2 separate regions of the Rattus norvegicus genome follow, and region 1 is linked to region 2. The links are chromatin contacts, called in public Hi-C maps. All regions are on one chromosome and are shown on one strand. Each heading gives the region's core, a stretch centred on a gene start, on an enhancer-like site or on the middle of the called end of the contact. The rest is flanking DNA. Distances are from core to core; before and after follow the strand shown.

What was found. Hi-C and Micro-C count contacts between places; a contact is called where the count stands out from the background.
Region 1: a Hi-C map of liver shows a contact between it and region 2, with 6 times the contacts expected there. The contact joins two enhancer-like sites. A contact is called at or near these places in 2 of 12 Hi-C or Micro-C datasets (kidney and liver).

Annotation. Positions count from the first base shown.
Region 1 is chr14:15,775,174-15,781,117 of GRCr8, reverse strand. All of the region lies in intron 5 of Fam47e (family with sequence similarity 47, member E), which reads left to right. Among named protein-coding and RNA genes, the nearest start is that of Stbd1, 20 kb to the right of the region's middle. Within about 2 kb of position 2,942, at least 1 of the 93 cell types and tissues checked has an H3K27ac peak or open chromatin away from gene starts, as enhancers often do. A contact at or near this core is called in liver, where this site is marked.
Region 2 is chr14:15,636,105-15,642,098 of GRCr8, reverse strand. All of the region lies in intron 1 of Shroom3 (shroom family member 3), which reads left to right. Among named protein-coding and RNA genes, the nearest start is that of Shroom3, 41 kb to the left of the region's middle. Within about 2 kb of position 3,283, at least 5 of the 93 cell types and tissues checked have an H3K27ac peak or open chromatin away from gene starts, as enhancers often do. A contact at or near this core is called in liver, where this site is marked.

The sequences.
Region 1 (5,944 bases), core at 1,693-4,192, 140 kb before region 2:
CATGCGTGTGCACACTCTTGCATACACACACAGTTTTTTGTGGGTACAGAATTCTAGGTTCACAGTGTTAGTTTTTATTTCAGTAGTGTGAAGCTATTGTTCCCTTGTCTTGATTGAACTATTTCAGATCACTCTTAGGAGATGTTTGACCTGTTTTTCTGAATGTGCTTTCTTTTTCTTTGTTTGCTTTTAGGATTTTTCTTTTTGTCAGTGTTTTATACACACACGCACACACACACACACACACACACACACACACACACACACACACCTCTTTTCAGACCTATGCTAGGACTTCACTGAGCCTCTCCAGCCTATGAGCATACATTTTTCATAGGTGTTTTTTTCTTATTAAAATTATTAGTGTATATTACTTATACAAAATAATTGATTGCATTTTGTCACTTCAGTACGCATGCACAGTGTACTTCTTTCATAAACTTTGTGGGGGAAATCTGACCATTAGTTCCTCAAGTTTGTTTTTGGCTTCAGCCCTCTCCCTGATTTGATTTGCTCATAAGGAGGCTTGACCCGGTGCCCCAGCCCGCTGCTTCTGTTCCCTGTTTCCTCCTTCGTTTATGGTTTATGGTCGATAGGTCCTTAAACCCTGTGATGTGTGTGGTTTTGTCTCATGATTACAGTCTCCATTTCTAGGTGTCTGATGTGTGTATCTGCCTACCGTGTCTCTGCTTAATCTTTGGAAGCATGAGATACGGCTCAGAAACGGCTTTGGCGTCTTTGAGTCATAACCTCTGAATCTGCTCTGTGCCAGTCCCTGCCCTGGGCGCTGTGTTTTCCTGCATGGCTTCCGGTCCGATGGTTTTGTGGTGTGGATTTCACCTTAATGGCTGTTTGGGGTACTTTTGCATTTTTATAATTATTTTTGAAATTTGTTCGGGGCTAGAATCAAGTTACTTGGAGAAGCCTGATCATTTGTGGGTCTTGCTTTTTTTTTTTTTTTTTTTTCCCCCCGGAGCTGGGGACCGAACTCAGGGCCTTGTGCCTGCTAGGCAAGCGCTCTACCGTTGAGCTAAATCCCCAGCCCGGGGGTCTTGCTTTTAAGATTCCTTGAGAAAGAATAAAGTAATCTTTGGTCTTGGGCTAATTACTTCATAGTACTGAGCAAGACCTTAAGTGTGTTCTTCCCAGGATCTTGTGAACTTTTACGACTTCCAGGAGGAAGAGACTACTGAACTATCAGGTATTTCCCCTCTGGTGCATTTAGCTGGTTCATTGTTTGATCTTGGGTGGTTTCCCCAGTATATGCCCCGGCCCCTACCACCGACACTCACAGAGCCCTCTCTCTGTTCTGGGGCCCGGTCCTGTGAACATCCGCTGCCCGACTTTCCCTGGATTCTTGATTCTCCTGTTTCCTCAGTCAGAGAGTCCCTTGGGCGGCTTCTGGGCTCCTCCTCCCCCTGTGCCCTAGAGACTCTTTTTTTCTGCCTTGGGCTGTTTCTGGGCTCCTCCTCCCCAAGTGCCCTAGAGATTCTTCTTCTGCAGTCGGCAGGCAATTATGACACTTATTTTGTTTGTCCCTGTTCTCCCAGGGCTTACTGTCCTGGTTACTGAGGCCTGGAGTCTTGCAGGCTATTGTTTTTCTCTGAGTTCCGAATGTGGAAGGCGGGAGGGAAAGACAGGCTGCATTTGGACACGCAAGTCCGTCCGGTCTTTAGCTTTCTACCCACATAGAGTTCTCAGCACCGCTACCTTCTGCCCTCTGATGTTCTTTAAAAATGTTTTCCCCCTCCCACCGTAGCTCTGCTCGCGCATCCTGTCTGTTCGAAGCCCCCCTTTCCCTGCGTGGATCTCTGTCTCCTTTTAGATGAGGTATGTGTTTGTTTTATGCTAGGGAGGCTCTTTATTCTAGGTCGTTTGCTGGAGACTATTGTCTCCTTACTTCCCAATGCTTCATAGCACCGTGAGCCCTTCTCTCTCCATTTCCCTCCTCACTCTGCATGCCGATTCATCCATCTGCTCATTCATTCATTCAACAAACATTTCTGAGCATCGATGCGTTCAGCAGTGTTGCTAGCAAATGACAGGAAACTGGAGGGCCGCCATCTTTACTAGGGTGTCCTCTGAGGGGACCTTCGTGCCCACGGACTGGTAAAGTGCAGAGATGAGCCACGCCGGAGATGGTTTGAGGGGAAAGTTTCAACTTTATTGCACACGAGGACCATTTATATGGTGGAAGTCCTATCAACTGTCATGGGTTAGAACATCCTGGATTGGATGGTGAGCGCTCATACCGCCAGGGTCTCTGCATAAGGAGCACATTAAAGGAGAAGTGGAGAGTGCAGACTCATCTGCCGGCCGGGCCAGCTATCAGCTGTGCATGCTACTTCAGAATTTAGGGTTCTGACTTCTGAGGCATGGTACACCACACTTGTTTAGAAGCACAGTGCGCTAAGTAGGCAGTCTGTCAGGTCTTGCCTACAGAGGACTACTTCCTCCATCCAGAACTTACAGCCTAGTGAAGTCAGCAGGCAAATGATTAACCGCCACAGAATGATGCCTCGTGTGTACACAAGTAAGAAGAAAAGATCGGTCCAACAAATACACGGTGTGGGCACTTTCGATAAAGGCTTCAGAGAAGAGATCTTGCTTGTGCCGAGTCATAGAAGATCACCAGTAAATGACCAACTCCCTCTCTTTGCTTGGATTCAAATTCTTTCCCCCACTCTTTTACCCCATACTCTGCTTCCCTACTTTTAGTTCCGTGCTTCTTAGCTGAGGGAGATTTTGCACCATCCCCCTCTTCCCAAGGATATTTAGCAGTGTTTGCAGATGGCATCTTTGGTTGTCCTACCTCAGCGGGGACCACTAGCATCTCATAGATAGAGACCGGGAACATTGATAAATGTCCTTCCGTGAGGAGGAGGTCAGCCACCTCTCGTCAGCCAAGAGTGGTCAAATCCCAAAGGTCAGCAGTGGCAGAGTTAAGAAATAGCACTGTAATTCAGCAAATATTTATAGAGCACCTGCTATATTCTTAGTGTCCTAGATGCTAGAGAGGTGCAAGGAGAACGGCCTCCCAAGCTTGCATTCCAGAGGGCTCAAAGAGATGCGGACAGACAACAGAATATACACAGCACACTCGACAGTGACCAGCGCCGCTCAGAAACAGGAGGCCCAGAAGGAAGGGACAGTGTGTTGTGAGAGGGTCGCAGACTTTAGACTCGGTGGTCGGGAGGATACCACTAAAAACAGCATCAACTAGGTATGGGAAGGAAGACCGTGAGGCACCAATGCAAGTGCGAAACATTCTGGAGTTAAACAGTCTGTCCAAAACATCAAATATGGAAGCTGGTGGGAGAAGTGCCTCCCGGGGCTAGACTCAACACACTCTTCCCAAAATATCCTGGCCTTCTGTCCCACTTTCCAGTATGTAGTTTAAATGTAGACAAGAGGAGTGGAAAGGTGGCTTAGACGTCAAGAAAGCTTGCTGCTCTTCCAGGGGACCAAGTTTGGTTCCTAGCACCTATGTCAGGTAGCTCACAACTGCATGTAACTCTGTTTCCAGGGAAACTGACGTCCTCTTCTGGCTTCCTTCTGTACTCCTGTACAGAACCTACACACACACACACACACACACACACACACACACACACACACACCACACAACACACACACACCACACACATGCAACACGCACACACAATACACATACACAACACACACACAACACACACACACACACACGCAACACACACACATACACACAAAACATTCACACACAACACACACACAAAACACACACAACACATACACAACACACACAACACACACACAAAACACACACATACAACACACACACAACACACACAAAACACACACAACACACTCACACAACACACACACAAAACACACATACAACACACACACAAAACACACACACAACACACACACAAATTTAAAACAATTTTTAAAATTTTTTTAATTTTAATTTTCCTTTTTTAAAGATTTTTTTACTTATTTATTATATATAAGCACACTGTAGCTGTCTTCAGACACACCAGAAGAGGTCCCATTACAGATGGTTGTGAGCCACCATGTGGTTGCTAGGATTTGAACTCAGGACTTCCTGAAGAGCAATCAGTGCTCTTAACCGCTGAGCCATCTCTCCAGCCCTAATTTTAATTTTCATATTGTTTTTTATTTATTTACATTTCAAATGTTATCCCCCTTCCTGGTTCCCCCTCTGCAAACTCCCTGTCCCTTCTCCCCTTCCCACGTATGGGCCTAGAGAAATTGTTCAGTGGGTAAAGCACCTGTGGTTTTCGCACAGCAGCTGGGTTCAGTTCCCAGCACCCACACTGTGGGTGACTCACAACTGCAGCTAATTCTAGCTCCAGGGACCTAACACTGACTTCTGCTCTCCAAAGGCATGATGCACCCAGGCTAACACTCATACATGTAAAAGAGAAAAACTTTAAAAACAAAGTAAGTGTGCTGAGTAGTGGGGCCCAAAACCTTTAATCCCAGCAGTTGGGAGGCAGAAACAAGCAAATCTCTGAGTTTGAGGCCAGCCGAGCCTATACAGTAAGTTTCTGGATGGCCAGTGCTACACAGAGAAACCCTGTCTCCCCAAACCCTGAATAGAATAGAATAGAATAGAATAGAATAGAATAGAATAGAATAGAATAGAATAGACAATAAATGTGAGAAGGACTGAGACAGAATTGTGACTTCATGTCTCTGTGTTCCACCCACAAGTTAAGTCACTGTTTGCGATAAGACGACCCACAGTATTGTCCGCAGCATCTGGCCTTGAACCAGCTTGAAGCTCTCCTTAGAGCAGTACAATAGAAGTAGCAGAAAACAGAGTGAGACCTGTTCTTCCTTCATATTTTCTCTCTCCATTAAAGGGCCAGAAGGTTAGGGGCTAGGAAACAGTTTGCTCGAAGATAGTGCTCCCCAGGCTGAGCGCAGTGCTCCCCAGGCTGAGCGCAGTGCTCCCCAGGCTGAGCGCAGTGCTCCCCAGGCTAAGTGCAGTGCTCCCCAGGCTGAGCGTAGTGCTCCCGAGGCTGAGCGCAGTGCTCCCCAGGCTGAGCGTAGTGCTCCCGAGGCTGAGCGCACTGCTCCCCAGGCTGAGCGCAGTGCTCCCCAGGCTGAGCGCAGTGCTCCCCAGGCTGAGCGTAGTGCTCCCGAGGCTGAGCGCCGTGCTCCCGAGGCTGAGCGTAGTGCTCCCGAGGCTGAGCGCCGTGCTCCCGAGGCTGAGCGTAGTGCTCCCCAGGCTGAGCGTAGTGCTCCCCAGGCTGAGCATAGTGTTGGGCTTAGTGAGTTTAACAATAGTTTAGCTCACCGAGTCTTCTTTAAGATTATCACTCTTAGGTGAAATATGCTATTTTTTACCTGATTTCTACCTGCTCTGCATTCGTTATCTCTTATAATCCTCAGGACACTCTTTCAGGGTTAAAAACCCGTTATCTCCACTTCACTGATATATAATTGAAGTGGGTGTCCTTCGACTCACAGCTACTGAGAGAACACAGACTGAATTCTAGCCTAGGTCTGTCTACATCCAGCGCCCCTATCCTAGGTGTCACTCTGTTTTCCTAGTTATGAATGTTCCATGCTCCTTTCATAAAAACCCGAAGCACGGTGAAACGTTGTAAAACACTTTGGCGAGACTAGCCGTAAATTCTGAATCATGAATTTACATGAACACCTTTCATGAGATGAGCCTCGGGTTATGGAAACGACCAAGTGACAAATAAATACACGAGCGGCGTCAATGCCAGCCCTGGAATTGCGTTGCTTTCTCTAGAATCCTCAGCAGCCGAAGCGGGTGAGGATGAGGTACGGAGCCTGGTATCTGAACACCAAGTTGTGGAAGAGGCAAAGAGCCGACGAACCTCTGGTCGACCCCAGGGTCTCACCCAAAGCTCAGGATTCGAATTTTGAAAAACAGCTTCAGGAACAGGTGTGTACACAGGCT
Region 2 (5,994 bases), core at 2,034-4,533:
CACCTGGCTTGAAATTCCTTCTAGAAACACCAATGAGTACAGTATTCACTCAGCCAGCTTTTTCTGTGGGCTAGATACTGGGAACGCTGAGAAGAAAGGATGGCCACTGTCTGGGAGCTCACAAGCTCAGGGTAGCAGACTGCTGATGGACTGAGTGCAGAGGTGAGAGGTCACTTCTGTGGAGCGGAGGAGTGAGTGGTGCAGAAGTGTGGCCTTGGACGTCCAAAGAGTTGCTGTTGGTGATGTGTGTGCTGAGGTCCCCAGCTGCTCTATTGGCTATGCTCCCATGGGAAAGTATACTCTTAGCCAGGCTTGGTAGCCCAGGACTGGATCCCAGCTACTGGGTAGCCTGACGTAGGAGGATCAAAAGTTCAAGGGCCACTGGGGCTATTGAGTGAATTCAAGGCCAAACCAGGGAACTTAGCAACACCCTGTCTCAAAATAACAGGGCAAGGAATACAGCTTAGCCTAACCCATGAGAGACCTTGCTTTGGCTCATATGCTCTCCTCACACACATGTGCCACCCCCACCTCCCTCTACATTCACTCTAAGGTCTAAAGGTGCCTTCCTCCCAAGATGACCTCCTTCAACAATTTAATTTCTAAAGTGTGGCCTCTTGCCTCAAAGTGGGTAACCCTATATGCTATTTATGCCTCTGAGACCCTGTGGGAACAGGTTGAGAACAAATTTCCAATGTTCTCACAGCTCCACTTCCAGACCGTCTGACTTCTCCAGGCTTCCCCCTAAGAATGTCCCATTTCCTGTGACAGGCTCTGGCTCTGCTTCTGAGAACCCCAAACTGGCATTGTAGGAGCAGGAAGTACATAGACTTCCATGTTTGGGCTCATGTCTCCTGATGTGAGGAAGGACAGCAGACATGGTGGTTGAGGATCCTATTGGGTGGCTGAGGTAGAGAGTAGGAATGGTATTTGATTGTAAACCTAGATGAGAGACCATCATTTACTTCAGCAGGCCACAGCCTGGAGTAGAAACCAGGAAGCAGAGGCTGGAGAGAAGACTCCACAGTGAAGAGCACTGGTTGCCCTTATAGAGGACCTGAGTTGGATCTCTAGAACCAGCATGGCAGCTCACAACCATCCTTAACTCCAGTCCCAGGGAATCTGATGGCCTCTCTGGCTTTCCCATGCATGGGGCACACGGACAAACATGCAGGCAAAACACTCATATACGCAAAAGTGAATTAAAACAAAACGTAAAAACCTGGGAGTAGGTGATGTAAGGTTGTCCTTCTGGCAGACGGATGCCACAGGATGTCAAGAAATTGGCATGAAAATAAGTGAATTTACCTTGCGAAGGAATGAGTAGTTTGGAAGAAAATGGTGGTGTGCGTGGGCCATAGCATACTGCTGAGAGCGCACGGCAAGATTGGGAGGCCGGGAGAGGGTGCTTCCCGTTCAGAAGAGAAGAAAATAAGATGCTAGTGTGGGTAGCTTGGCTGATAGAGCGCTTGCCTTGCCTGGGTGAAGCCCTGGATTTGACGCCCAGCCCCGAATAAAACTGATATTGTGCACACCTATAATCCCAGCACTCGGACACCGCTGGAGGCAGGCAGATCAACGGTTCAAGTTCAGTTGACTCTACAGTGACCTTGAGGCCAGCCTGGGCTACACGACACTGTCTCAGTCAAGCAGACAAGCAAAATGTTTGCTTCAAGTCAGGTGGAGAATGTGCTGTGAGCATAGGTGAGGGGCAGTTGACGGGGCAGGGAGATATAAGTTCTGCAGGTGGGCCACCTTCTTACCTGCCCCATGTGTGGAAACTGTGGTCACTTCCTGTATCCAAGCCTTGACCAACGGCGATGTTCATGGTGGCTGTGGGCAGACAAATTACTAAGACACAGGATTTCCTAAGAATGTACAGGACTCAAAACACTTCTTAACACCTTTTGTATTTCCCCCATCTTTCTGTTCCCATGGTGCTGCAGGGTTGGGTTTTTTTTTTTTTTTTTTTTTTTTTTTTTTTTTTTTTTTTTTTTTGGACTAGCTGACATTCTTTAAGATTTCTAGCCCAGGAGAACTCAGCTCTGTTGACTCTCGCTTTCCTTTCTGGGTGTTTCTGTTTGTTGTCTGTATTTCCTGAACACCTTGCTGACAGGGCACTGGGGTACAAAGACAACACAGAAGAGGCAACTTGGTGTAGTGCAGAGGATACATGCCCTTTCCTCTGTGGGACCTTCTAGCCCTTTCCTCATTCAGTCATCCTTACTCATCCTTTGGATTGAGCTGAAAGGTTTCTTCCCGGTTTCCCCAGAGTTTCTCAGGACTTCTGCTGGGCTGTGCATCTGCCTCCCTCGCTGCTGGGGTGCTGGACCAGTGCCACAGGCAAGCCGCTGAGGGGAGGCAGAACACAGTCTGAGTTAGACCCAGCTTCTTCTGGACAAGAAAAGTGAGGTCTGGGATGAATGCTGTGGTTCTCAATCTCCTGTGTACCCAGAGGCTGCCAGAGGCTGCTGGGAACTGCAGGGAACTGAGAGGGGAGGGAGTAGTGTCTGGGTCCACACTTCCTCTATGCACCAGGCAGAAAGGGGATAACTGAGGGAGAGGCAGGAAGAGAGAAGGCCTTCTCTGGGAGATATAGGCTTATGTCTTTTTTTTTTAAATTAATTTATTTATTTCATGTATGTGAGTACACCTGTCACTGTCTTTGGACAGACCAGAAGAGGGCATCGGGTCCCATTACAGATGTTTGTGAGCCACCATGTGATTGCTGGGAATTGAACTCAGGACCTCGGAAAGAGCAATCAGGGCTCTTAACCACTGAGCCATCTCTCCAGCCTTACACTTATGTCTTACTCAGTGTGAATCAGGGATTAAATACCTTTTTCAGGAAGAGAAACTCATTGGCTAAATACTCGGGGTCTATTGAGACATCTCATTAGCATGGAGAACTCCAGGTTTTTAGCTACATGACCAGTGGTCATGGTCTTCTCAGTGGGGTGTCATGGGGTATCTTGTTCCAGGACAGATAGTACTTGGTAGGGAGCTGGTTCTCAATTCTGAGATTCCCCGGGGGTTCAAACGTGCTTTAATCTTACCAGTTCCTCTGTCTGGTGGCAGGGGCCACTGCCCCACATTCTCCCTTCATAAAGTCTCAATGTACCCTGTTCTCCTGTGCCCCTTAGCTCAGTTGTAGCGAAGCAAACAAAATGAGTAATTTGTTGCCCAAATCTTTGCCACCTGACAGAATGTAACCTCTACAAGGACAAGGACCCTGTGTGTATCCCAGTACCTGGCATGGTGCCTTCCATAAAGAATGTGCTTGGTAAATGTTTCTAGAGCAAATAGATCAGTGTGGGGGTCAGAGAGTCCACTTCCCTTCCTAGATTGGTTCCCCGTCATGCTATGCCCTTGGACCAACCACTGAGCTCTTTAGGGAAAAGAACTAGTCACTGGTTTTAGTGATTTCTGAACTCACAGCACACTAGCCAAACACCTCAAGTACTGCCGGGCTAACCAACAGGGTTCTCACGGAATCTCTTGTTTGTTGCTTGTTCAGTTTTGACTCTTTGTTTGGCATAGAGCCTCATGTAGCCCAAGCAGGCTTCAAACTCCCTATATAGCTGAGGCTGGTCTTGAACTCCCAATCGGCCTGTCTCCGTCTCCCAACTCTTAGAGATGTCTCTTAGAGCTACTTAAAGTAGTGAATTTCTAGAGAAGTCAGCTTCTCTAGAAGTTGAGTGCTTCCTTAATCCCTACCCCTTCTTCATCACATATGTTGTGGTTTATTTTTCTCCCAAAAGCAGTTAGATAGTTAGAGGAAGCTGGCACGGGGACAGAGCAGTGGGTGAGAGGCGTATTTGCAGAACACGAGAGAACCTAACAAAACCGAACTGTGTGTGCTCTCGGTGTGGGATACTCGTTCCTGGATGCTCAGTAATGCCGGGACCTTTCCTTTTGTGTTCTGGCTTTGTGCAAACACAAACTATACTCTTGTTGACTCCACCATAAGCCACGAAACTGAAGACGGGGAAACCTGAGTCCTACAGAGTAGTTTCGCCGGACCTGCTTCCCGGGTTTGTGGGATGGAAACCAAGAGCACCTGCATCTTCCTGGAGGAAGAAACATCCAAGCAGAAACCAACACACAAGCCCTTGATAAAAAGAGTCTGAGCGGCTTCATTAAAACAAACGGACAAACAAAAAAGCCATACATTTTGAGTCCGGGGAAGCCCGAGAGGTCACCTAGTCCTCCCTCATCAGACAAATGAAGAAAGCAGGTAGAGCTGAGAAGCATTTGCTCACCCACACCTGACTCAGTGGGCACAGATTTCTCAAAGCCATGTGCTGTAGTAACACAGGCTTCGAGAGGGTGTGTGTGTGGGAGTCGTAGCTCTGCCATTTACTAGCCACTGTGGCCTGGACAAGTGACAGTGTATCTCTGAGCTCCGCATTCTCCATCTGTCCCTATGTCAAATGCTGGTCAAAAGAAGCACAAGGTAATCAAAGTGATGCCCAGCCACAATGCTCAGTAAATGATAGTCGCTAGTGGTTCCTTGCTGTTCCCGGGGATGAGCCAGGAGAGAAGCCATCTTGGAGTTTAAAGTATCAGCCAATGCTGGACTTGCTTCAAGCCGTGTTCAATGTACCGTATTCAAACAGACCTCAGGGTAGCCTTGCTATATATATATGGTGTGAGGTGCTACCGTGAGTTTAACAGTTGTCTGTAAGTCTTCTGGCTTTCCTTTTTTTTTTTTTAAAGATTTATTCATTTATTATATATGAGTACACTGTCGCTGTCTTCAGACACACCAGAAGAGGGCACCAGACCCCATTACAGATGGTCATGAGCCACCATGTGGTTGCTGGGAATTGAACTCAGGACCTCTGGGAGAGCAGTCAGTGCTCTTAACCACTGAGCCATCTCTCCAGCCCCCCAGCTTTCCTTTTAAAAATTGGCCCAACTGCTATTCTTCGTCATTTGCACCTTTATATGCATTTTAGAAACATCTTGTCAATTTCCACCAAAAACAATGTTTAGGTCCTCTTAGGGTTGTGAGATGTCTGTGTGTTAACTAATAAAAAATTATCACCTTAGCACTACTGAGTATCGCAATCCAAGAGCATCGCTGTAATCGTATAGGTCCTCTTCAGTTTTGTCCTGTATTACTTTGTAGTTATCAGTGTAAAGGTCTCATATATGTTTTATTCGATTTACTCTCAGTCGTTTTCTTTACTGGTGTAAACAATTGATTTATTTTTTATTTATTTTTTGCCACTGCACACATATATAGTAATTGTCTTTCATGGATTATCTTATGGTCCTATCTTATAAATTCTAAAGCATAATATTTACGGGAGACTTTTTGTAGATATTCTTTATTGTTAAAGGGGTTTCCTTCTGCCTCAAGTTACTGAAACTTTGTTTAAAAACACGAGTGGCCAGGTGTTGAGTCACACGCCTTTAGTCCCTGCACTTGGGAGGCAGAGGCAGATGGATCTCTGTGAGTTCAAAGCCTGCCTGGTCTACCCAATAAGATTCACAACAGGACTAGGTGAGAGATTCCCATCTCAAACAAACAAACAACAAATAAACAAACACCGTGATTGGGTACTGACTGTGATCACAGTCCCTTCGTCCTATCTCAAGATGCTCCTTCTGTCTTGGCTCAACTCTGGGATCTAATATGATAGTTCTTTCCTTGAATTCATTAAAAACTGTGTATAATAAAAACCAGACCAAAAAGGACCTGAAACAGAGAAGCGGAGTAAAGACAGACAGGAGGAGACAAGTGTAAGAGGTCGTGATGCTCTGATAGATTCTTCTCGTCACAAGTTGACGGAAGAGAGGCAGAGCTCACCATTTTAAACTCACTCTCTGTTTGTTAGGCATAGAAATCTACTTAGCGCCTTTGTTTAATATTTGTACTATTAGAACTATGATCTATTTTCCAAATATAAAGTTTAATATAGAGTCAGCATTTGTTTTTTCCCAGAGGACACCCACAATATTCCTTCATTTCTAAAGTCTGATCCA